2 separate regions of the Cyprinus carpio genome follow, and region 1 is linked to region 2. The links are chromatin contacts, called in public Hi-C maps. All regions are on one chromosome and are shown on one strand. The core of a region is the stretch at or near the end of the contact, and the rest is flanking DNA. Distances in the headings are between cores, read along the strand shown. Region 1 overlaps LOC109084313 (chromodomain-helicase-DNA-binding protein 9-like). Region 2 holds the start of LOC109084313 (chromodomain-helicase-DNA-binding protein 9-like).

Evidence for each region. Hi-C and Micro-C count contacts between places; a contact is called where the count stands out from the background.
Region 1: a Hi-C map of liver shows a contact between it and region 2, with 6 times the contacts expected there. The contact joins the enhancer-like site here to the promoter of LOC109084313 in region 2. A contact is called at or near these places in 5 of 8 Hi-C or Micro-C datasets (liver, red blood cells and skeletal muscle).

The regions. Positions count from the first base shown.
Region 1 is chrB7:21,170,488-21,175,950 of ASM1834038v1, forward strand. LOC109084313 (chromodomain-helicase-DNA-binding protein 9-like) reads left to right here. Exons shown (of 39, transcript XM_042727879.1): 20 at 241-351; 21 at 822-1,018; 22 at 2,093-2,292; 23 at 2,401-2,560; 24 at 5,113-5,202. Among protein-coding and RNA genes, the nearest start is that of LOC109084357, 17 kb to the right of the region's middle. Within about 2 kb of position 3,769, at least 1 of the 8 cell types and tissues checked has an H3K27ac peak or open chromatin away from gene starts, as enhancers often do.
Region 2 is chrB7:21,116,905-21,121,838 of ASM1834038v1, forward strand. It overlaps LOC109084313 (chromodomain-helicase-DNA-binding protein 9-like), which reads left to right and starts at 2,665. Exons shown (of 39, transcript XM_042727879.1): 1 at 2,665-2,979. It overlaps aktip (AKT-interacting protein), which reads left to right. Exons shown (of 10, transcript XM_019107011.2): 9 at 387-447; 10 at 700-1,776. The coding sequence ends at 807.

The sequences.
Region 1 (5,463 bases), core at 2,519-5,018, 55 kb after region 2:
AATAGGTTTGGCTCAAAAAAAAAAAAAAAAAAAAAAAAAAAAAAAAAAAAAATATATATATATATATATATATATATATATAGGAGAGAAAAAAAAACACTGGAATTTTTATTTTATTTTTTCAATATTTGCAGCCCTAATTCTTGTGTATTTGCGCTTATGCCTTCCATATCTGACCTGCAAGGGTCATTTTAGAGACATTATTTAACATGTTCTCATTTGTTTTTGCTGTGTTCACAGGCCAGTTTTGTTGCTTCAGGGAACAGAACAGACATCTCTCTGGATGACCCTAACTTCTGGGACAAGTGGGCTAAGGAAGCAGAGATTGACATGGATACAGTCAATGGCAGAGTAAGTTATACACAAACTCTGCCATATCAACGTTTAACAGTGTAGCAGAGAAGCCCACATCCTCCTACCTGACTCTCCAGTGCCAGGAAGACTTTGAGAACTGCCTAGACATCTGTGTTAATAAAACGTTACAAGTTACAGAAAGCTCCTTTGTTTGTCAGTGGCTGATGGGAAAACCCCCATAAATGAGATTTTGAGCAGAGAGGCATTGCTGTAAGAGATGACAGGATGCTGGCTAACATGATTGTATTTAATGTAATGTACTCTCTGAAATAACTCAATCATTGTTTTCTGTGGGCTCTTCTGTATTTTAGTTGTAAGTGCTGCACTTGAGAGCAAAGAGCGATTGAAAGCAAACATCAGTTTTAGTGAATGCGGTTAGCCTTATTTAAATGCATAGCACTGCTCTCAGTAAAGGTGGGTCAGTGGTTCTGTTTTAACTGTTGTTATTTGTTGTGGTTTTTCTACAGAACAGTCTGGTGATCGACACCCCTCGTGTCAGGAAACAGACCCGGCCGTTCAGCGCTACGAAGGATGAGCTGGCCGAGCTCTCTGAAGGGGAGAGTAGCGGAGATGACAAACCCAAACTCCGCCGGCCACATGACCGCGTCAACAGCTATGGCCGCACAGAGTGCTTTCGGGTAGAGAAAAATCTGTTGGTGTACGGGTGAGTGATGGCTAGTGCTCTACCGATATGAGTTTTGTTATATGCCAGTACAATAACTATATATACACTACTGTTTAAAAGTCTGGAGTTAGTAAGATTTTTATTTTTGAAAGATGTTTCTTGACCAAACGCTTGTGCAGCTTGATATTTTTGTGGAAACCATGATACATTTTTTGCTAAATGAAAAGTTTAAAAGAACAGCATTTATTTTAAATAGTAACATTTTAAATGACTTTACTATCACTTTTGTTCAGTTTAATGTGTTTAAAAGTTCATTGTGTTTTATATATACATATAATAGACTACATGAACTTTATACCAAGGGCCAGTTTTACTAAACAGGGCAAATTAACGCGAGAGCGAAATTCCAAAAACAGCACCGATGGGAGGGGAAATTTCTGCGGGTGATTTACTAACAATGCGCAAATGAAAGAAAACAGACGCTACATCTTATTTACAAATCGACCAACTCAGTATACCAAGTGCAAATAAGCATAGTTGCAAATAAAGAATAAAGAAATAAAGAAACCAAGAGTACGTTGAAAAGCAAATTAAAAATAACATGGCTTGACAAACGCTATTTTCGTGTTCTTCTTGCATTCCAAATAAATTACGTGTGGAAAAAATCCTCTCCCTTCTACCACGCTCTCTCTCATCTCTGCAGTGCCTCCTCCTAGCAACAAATTGCAGCCATATTCTTTTGCTGTGATAAATAATGGCGCAAATACCAGTTATTTGACGAGCGCAAACGTTAGTAAAATGCGTTGCGTGATTCATTTGAATACTCTCCTCCCATAAATTTTGTGTCTGAAAGGGAAACTCTTGGAAATGCATATTCAATAAGGCCAGGTGCAAAAATAACTGTCCACGCCTTTTCAGCGCTAATTCTTCACTGCGACTTTTTATTAAACCTGACAGGACTCTTTTAACGCCAAAAGATGGTTTGCGCTGTCACAAGCTGTTAGTAAAATTGGCCCCAAATATGCAAATTTAGGAAGTGGGACTCTCCTCAGTCAGAGTTCTTGACACTGATGATGAAATGATGGACCATTGAATTTGTTTCTGTGGTCGTAGGTGGGGCCGCTGGAAGGACATCCTGGCTCACGGGCGCTTTAAGCGTCAGCTGAGTGAGCGTGACGTGGAGAGTATATGCAGAGCGCTCCTGGCATACTGCCTCGTTCATTACCGTGGAGATGATAAAATCAAGAGCTTCATGTGGGATCTGATCGCTCCCACAGAGGACGGCAGGACCAAGGAACTTCAGAACCATTTAGGTATGAGGACTGAATTTCAGTTATCTTTTGCCTTTTGATCTAGTCAGGATTAATGTTTGTTTAGAAAGCATGTAACATTATTTTGATTTTTTAATGTGACTTGTGCAGGTTTGTCGGCCCCAGTGCCACGAGGCAGAAAAGGAAAGAAGATGAAGACTCAGTCTAGCTCATTTGATATCCAGAAGGCAGAGTGGATACGAAAACACAACCCAGAACACATGTTGTCTGATGATGGGTACAAGAAACACCTGAAACACCACTGCAACAAGTGAGTATTGCATCACAATATACGCTACTGTTAGATACACCAAAAATTTGGGGTCGATAAAGTGGTGTTTTTGAAAGAGGCCTGTTAAGTCTACCAGTGTTGCATTTATTTGATCATAAATGCATTCAAAACTGTAAAATTGTGAAAGATTACTACAATTTAAAGGAACTAAAGTTTTCTATTTTAATACTAAAATGTAATTTATTCCTGTGATGGCAAAGCTGATTAGTCCAGTCTTCAGTGTGACTACAGAAAACATTCTAATGTGATGATCTGGTGCTCACGATATTAACTTTCTTATTATTATCTGTGTTGAAAACATACATTTTTTCAGAATTCTCAATTCTCAGAATTCAGTTCAAAAGAACAGTATTTATTTGAAACCCCCCCCCCCCCCATAATGAATGTTTATTGTTACTTTTTTCAAATAAAATATTAATTTATGGCAGGGAAAAAAAAAAGTTGCGCTGACCCCAAACTGTATGTGCATGATCTGATGTAAAATGCACTGCCATATGGCTGGTGTTAATGGGTGTCAACTTAAAACATACAGCACTGTGTAACGACAAAGTGACCAGAAGTCATTTGTTTGCGGTTTTTGTTAGCAGCTGTTGGTAATGCAATGTAGGCATGTCCATGGTTTTGAAAAAGTTAAGAAAAAATGTAGCCTTGGGCAAATGAGCAGTGATGTTCACGATGATAGCAAATCTGCCGATAGACATAAAGACCCAAAAGCTCACAGATACGTCTCTGGTGAGATACTGTAGTCAAGTGTTAGCAAGGCAGTATTAATATTGCTGTGAGCAATTTTTTTTAATTATGTAAAAAAAAAAAAAAAATAGATGAACCAAGAAAATACCTTTTTAGTGAGTTTGATTCATACATTTATAAGCATCCATATTGTCGGTCATGTTATTATGCACTGCTGCTGTTTATATTCAAGTACATTTAGTAACGTTTACATTCAGTACATCTCATTTATATCTGATTTTTGAAAAGTACAGCCTGTTGTGCAGCTCACTAATAACATTAAGCCGTAAAGCAGCAGTAACACCCACTTTCAACTACACAGCCACTCGGCTACATGTGGATGCCTCATGAGATAGATATCTGTCACTCTGGAGGAAGTGTGTGATGCAATGATAAAGGGGGAATCTCCCACCTTAGCCCTGTGATCTTTTTGTGGTATGGCCCACTCTCACACACTTGTTTAGGGGTTTTTCTCTTAGAGAATGGAAGATGAGAGGTGCTTTCAGGTCATGCTCTTCAGTTCTTGACACTAATGTTGTCAGACTCACAGTCAAATCTGGCTAGCTGTTCCCACTCTTTGTCTGTTTGTTTGTCACAAACCCTTAACAGTTCTTGCATTAGAAAGCAGCATCATGTCATGCTATAAACAAGACTGTGTGATTGTGCTTTGATAAATGAACTGTTCTGGACCAGGATGTGTGTGTTGATAGAGTTTATTACTGTATGGTTGGCTGCATCCAGGGCTCTCTGCCATTGGAGAAAGTTCCCTATTGTTTAGAAAGCTGTCCTGTTTAACACACACACACACATAAGTGATGACCTGGGACACAGCTGTCAGCTTTGAATGCGTCTGCATTTTTTCTCAGGGCTGAAATGCCACTAATGTTAGGGTGAAAGTGTGAGTTTAAGTATGAAAGACTGTAAATTCTCTGCCATTTCACATGAAGATCATAACATGGACAGATGTGAATAAGCTTGAAAGCAAAGTTCTTAAAGTCATGCTTTGCAGTCTACCTTAAAAAGTGTGTTTATTTATATAGGCCTATACAAATGTTCAAAAACCGATATAGGATTTTTTTTTATTTTATTAATGTTTTTTAAATTTGAACATTGCCTACATTTACTTTCATGCATGCTCTCTGAAGCAACTTTCATTCAAAAAATGAAAAAGCTGGAAAAGGCTGTACGTGTTAGCACTCATTAACACCAGCCATATGGCAGTGCATTTTCCATCAGATCATACACATAAGCTCATTTACAGTCCTGTTCAAAAGTTTGGGGACGATAAGATTTCATTTTTTTTTTTTTTTTTTTTTTTTTTTTGATAGAGGTCTCTTGCTAACTAAGGCTACATTTATTTGATCAAAACTACATAAAAGTAATGTTGTGAAATATCATTACTATTTAAAATGCAAGTGTTATATTTCAGAATATTTTAAAATATAATTTACATCTGCAATGGCTGTATTTTCAGCCTCCAGTCTCCAGTGTCATATGATTGTTCAGAAATCATTCTAATATGCTGATTTAGTGTTCAAGAAACATTCTAATATGCAATTACAACTTTACAATAGAAAGTTGTGTGTGTGTTCAAGATCTTACATATCCTTATTATTACCAGTGTTATATATATATATAACAATAATTACAACTTTACAATAGAATAGTATATATGTATATATATATATATATATATATTTATATATATATATATATATATATATATATATATATATATATATATATATATATATATATATATAGTACAATTTGATCTCAATCTCTCTGTTTCTGTCTGGCAGGGTGCTGCTGAGAGTTAGAATGCTGTACTATTTGAAACAAGAGGTGATTGGAGTGCAGTGCCAAAAAGTGCTGGATGGGGCAGATGCCAGGTAAGCATTGCCATGCACCCTCTCACCTTATTAGTTTCACTAGTCTGGGAAAACCAACACATCTGAGGAGAGTGTTCTGAATGTGTTGTACTAATAGTGGTAGGAGTAGCAGTACCAGTACCAGTCAGTTCTTAATATTTTAAATTATTATTTTTTTACATGCTGGAAATATGTATTTGATTTTAAGCCTTTAAAACTGATCAAAACCTAATAATATAAAGACATTCACTTCACTGTATCATAGATCCCTTTGCATATTAA
Region 2 (4,934 bases), core at 1,415-3,914:
CTGTAAAGCATGTCTGTGTGTGTCAAAATCGTGATTAAAATCGAAATCGCAAAATTGATCAAAAAATCGTTATAGGTTTTTTTTTTTTTTTTTTTTTTTTTTTTTTTGTCCATATCGCACAGTCCTAGTGGAATCATTCTAGTTTGGTCAGAATAAATGTAAAAACCGATATTGAATACAGGCAAGACAAAAATCAGTCAAAAGACTGGATTTGTGCAATAAACCTTAGTGTAAATATAGCCTAACTATTTGAAACTTGGATTCATTTGTGAAAATGAAACCAGGAGATTTAGTTCAGTGTGGTTAAAAGTTCAGTGTTGAGTCATCAGACTGGACTTCGGCTCATTTGTTTTTCCGCATCTGATGTTTGTGTGTTCTCTCTGCAGCTTCTCTCCGTGGAATCCAGCGGTGCATGAAGAGGCAAAAGAGAAGATGTTTGCACATAAAGTGAGTGTGTGACGCTCCCCTGACTGCTCCCCGCAACCAAGTAAAAACTGGCTTCTTCCTGGTATCTGATGCATGTCTTGTTTTAAAGCATGAGCTTGTGTGTGTGTGTGTGTGTGGGGAACACGGTTTCCTTTTCTATTTCCTGTTGTCTTTTTCTACTCTACATACTTGTGGGTTGGTTAAAATGTGAATTGTTGTGAAAATGTAATTACACCCTTGGTGCTTGTGACCAATGGTCTTCTCTTGTTGTAGCGGCGGCCAGAGGATTATAACAAAGGACTGCCGGTGTCTGGGCTGTCTTGGGTGAAACCTGGTTCCACTCAGCCCTTCAGCAAAGAAGACAACCCCCTTCAGACGTGAACATTCAGCACTTCAGTCTGTCCACCAGGAGGGGCACTACGCTACTGTGGCTGCGTCAAACCACATGTATAGAATTCTGATGCAGTTCTATGAATTTCATCTTCATTGGCAAAACCCTCGCTCAGCTTTAAAAGAAAACCATTTTAAACTGCTACAACGGCTTAAGAATTATAGACAGGTTCCCAGTTTAGATTTTAAGACCCCACTGGTTCATTTCAGTGCTGAGGCTTGAACGCACAGACGGCACAGAGATGGTTGTAGTCAGTACTGTTACTCGCACATGTTAATCAGGCACAACAAACCACCTCACTTATTTGTGTAGGCCATGCTCTTCTAATTGATAAACTTGGTTTTCCAACTAATAATTTGATGGATTTAATAAGTTTTTCCCATTATTTTCCTTTCCCTACAAACTCGGTTAGTAAGTTTTAATTTCAAACATACATTTGCAGACTGGGACAGAACGCTTTGATTTTGCTTCTTGACGTGTTTGGGTTGAGGTCGTTTTTTGTGTGTAATATCCTGTGTATGAAATAGTTTTAATGTAAAATACAGAGCAAGACAAGTACTATTCATTATGACACTAAGTTAATCCTCATTGTTCAGTAATGTTATTCACTTTTATTGTGTCCTAACGGTTTGATCTAAATGGGTTTGAAGTGTAAATAGTGGAGCAGATCAATGAAGTGAATGGCCTCTATAGAGTCCATACAGTAGCTCTCATTTATTTATCTAGAAATTTACGATGGTTTAAATTTTAGATATTTTGCTGTTTTACAATGCTTTTTTTGTTTTTAAGTTTATTTTGGACGGTTTCAGTAAGAATACTGACATGAGCTCAGCTGTGTAAGTAATGTATTTTTTTTTTTTTTTAAGTGTTATAAGCAAATAAATGGATAAACAATGAAAGTGGTCTGATTTTTGTATTTAGTCGATAGATTTTTGCAATAAAATGTTTGTGTGTATTTATGAGTGTGTGTGTGTGTGTGTGTATATATGTGTGTGTGTATATGTATAATATGTATAATTAAAATATATATATATATATATATATATATATATATATATATATATATATATATATAAATAAAAAATGTGTGTCCCTGGACCACACAACCAGTCTAAAGTCACTGGGGTGTATTTGTAGCAATAGCCAACAATACATTGTATGGGTCAAAATTATCAATTTTTCCTTTATGCCAAAAATCATTAGGATATTAAGTGAAGGTCATGTTCCATGAAGATATTTTGTAAATTTCCTACCTGTCAGAACTTAATTATTTGATTAGTAATATGCGTTGCCTAGGGACTTCATTTGGTCAATATTTTCAGATGCCAGATTTTCAGAATCGATTTATATTGGCCAAATATTGTCCTATCATAACAAACCATACATCAATGAAAATCTTATTTATTCTGCTTTGATAAATCTCATTTATATATATATATATATATATATATATATATATATATATATATAGAGAGACCCATATGATTGGTTTTGTGTTCCAGGGTCACTTTTATTGTGTCCTAACACACACACACACTCAGCGTTTCTAATATTGTACTCTGATTATAAATTGGTGCTGGATAAAACAAGTCATTTTGGTTCTTGATTTATACGCATTTTCTATTTGACATTCTCCAGTTTCTGCTGGATTTGTCATGTCAGTGTTTACAAGAAGCAGTTCCCAAAAGATCCACCAGAGGTGCTCAAATATCAGCGGCATCGACAGCAACTTCCCCCACTTCTCTCCTCCCACTGCCTCCACTGTCACAGGCGGATTCACCGTCCATGTAAAGCCCTCGCTGATTGGCTGACGCCCCGGCACGGCCATCTTGTTTGTTGAACGCTCTAACTTCACGTTCTGCGTTCAGTACGCTCATGTTACAGATTACGAGTAACATTTCAAGGACGTGATATGGATCTTTGCTAAAACTCAACTTGAGGACCCAAAACGGGCGTCCCAGTTAGTCCAAACACACGAATTCAACTTCGACCAATCACAGAGGACGTAACACATATGCAAACGTGCGTTTATCATCATCCTACGTCAGCAGCGCTGGAACCGCTGAGGTCGCCCAGCCGCGATATCAACTACGCCAAAAACTTCGCTATTTTAGCTCTCCGTAAATGATCGCGCTGTCACCGCGGGATTTGGCTTCGTTTGGGTAAGTTCGTTTATTTGTTTCCTCTCCTAGGCTAATGATAATGTAGATGGTTACAGAGTGCGACAGTGCTGAAACTCGGGTGGCTGTCAGTCCTGATGAGAGAGAGACAGAGAGAGAGAGAGAGAGAGAGACTGAAGGGAATCCCAGTCGGGATGAAACAAACACTCGTAGCACCTGAGCTCAGGTAGACTGTCACGATATGAGCTCCACGTGAAAGGCACGACATGGACAGCACTGTTTTTCCAGCAAACGGTGGTTCTGAACTAACAGCGACCGAGCGCACCTCGGAAAGTAGACCAGATTACCGTCTCAGGACGAGCGGTACAGGAAAATAACAGTTTGTATTTCAAGGATTATCGTGTTCCTTCGCTCTCGTGACCAAACATGAAGAGGACACGCGTTTAAAGTTGGAAGTGCTGTGCTTGCAAGGCTGAAGAGCGCGAGCCAGGTGATGTTCTGGAAGATGCAGATGAAGGGTATTTCATCTGTAAGTTACTGGAGTGTAGTTTTAGACAGGTGCGCTGTAAAGACTGGTAGGATTACACTCGTGATCACTGGAAGATGGGGTTAAGTAATGTTAAGTCATAAACATGCTGAGGTTTCTGACCCACGCACAAAGTACTGTGGTATTACCATGGTATCATGTCATATGAGGGATTCTTCAGTTAGACGCTTTAACTACTTTGAGAGCTTGTAAAGTAAAAATTTCAAATAATGACATGCCATTGACTCTCAGATCAGGATGGAAAAATTGTACATTTTAAAAAACCCAGTTGCTTTCAGCCTGATGGTAATAACACCATTTTTTTTTTCTCTCTTATGAAAAAATACACTTAAATAACATGCATCTTAATGAAAACGTGAAAATTTTATTTATTTTTTTAAAGAGAGGTTGAAGGGTCTTGATAGGCAACAGGTCCAAAATGGGGGAACACTTTATTATAGAATATTATTTTGTTTAAAACCTAATAATACATCCTTTAAAATGATACAACAAAATAAATCATAGGATTTTTTTTTTTTCAAAATAAACCCAGGTGAAAGAAAAAAAAAAACCCTCCTAGCTGTGGAATAACCCCATATGTATTTGTGTTGAATATGACCATTTTCATGTACATTTACAGAAAACCTGCTAGTAGCATTGTACTGTATTGTTTGTGGGAACTTCAGAGGTCAGTTAGATGTGAAGCATGGCACATGGCAAACCTACTTATCTATACGCAACTCACCTTAGTTACGTAGACTGCAGCGATCATGTGCTCTGCTTTCCTGGGGAACCCAACAGGTTTTCTTCAGAAACACACGGCATCTATGTTTCACTGGACCACTAGTTTATAATCTGCAAATATTCATTGTTAGCAGCTCTGTATACAGATCTGTATGTGATAGATTGTGTGCAGGTATGTATGACATAAGACTGTGTGTATATCAGTTCTGCCCATAGATTCAAACTACAGGTTGAGCATGTAAAGTCTGGCCAGGGAAGATGCTGGGACCCCAGAGAGTGTTGCTTGCATTTAGCTTTCAAAATGTGCAGATGCCTTGAGTGCATTGAATTGGGCTGTTCACACAGACCGTGCACAACAACTTTTTTTTAATGTTTCTACTTTTGACTTGACACGGCAAGCCAAATGCAGTGCCTGTGACGTCTGTGTATTGCTGTTTACATAAAAAACTATTCAAAAACAGATGGACACAAGAAAGCATCCTGTGTGAATGACCCCTAAGTCACTTTGGATAAAAGTGTCTATAAGTGCACTGCTCACATAAAAGGAAACATTCAACACTGAATTATATGTATATGGAGTGTTTTTTTTTTTTTTTTTTTGTCATTTAGGGCAAGGCGTGATGTGCAGTAAACCAGAATCAACTGCTGTGAGCAGGAAGTGTTGGAATTAAGAGATGCACTTCAACTCCGAAAACAATAAACACCGATCTCTATCTGAAGTGCTGTT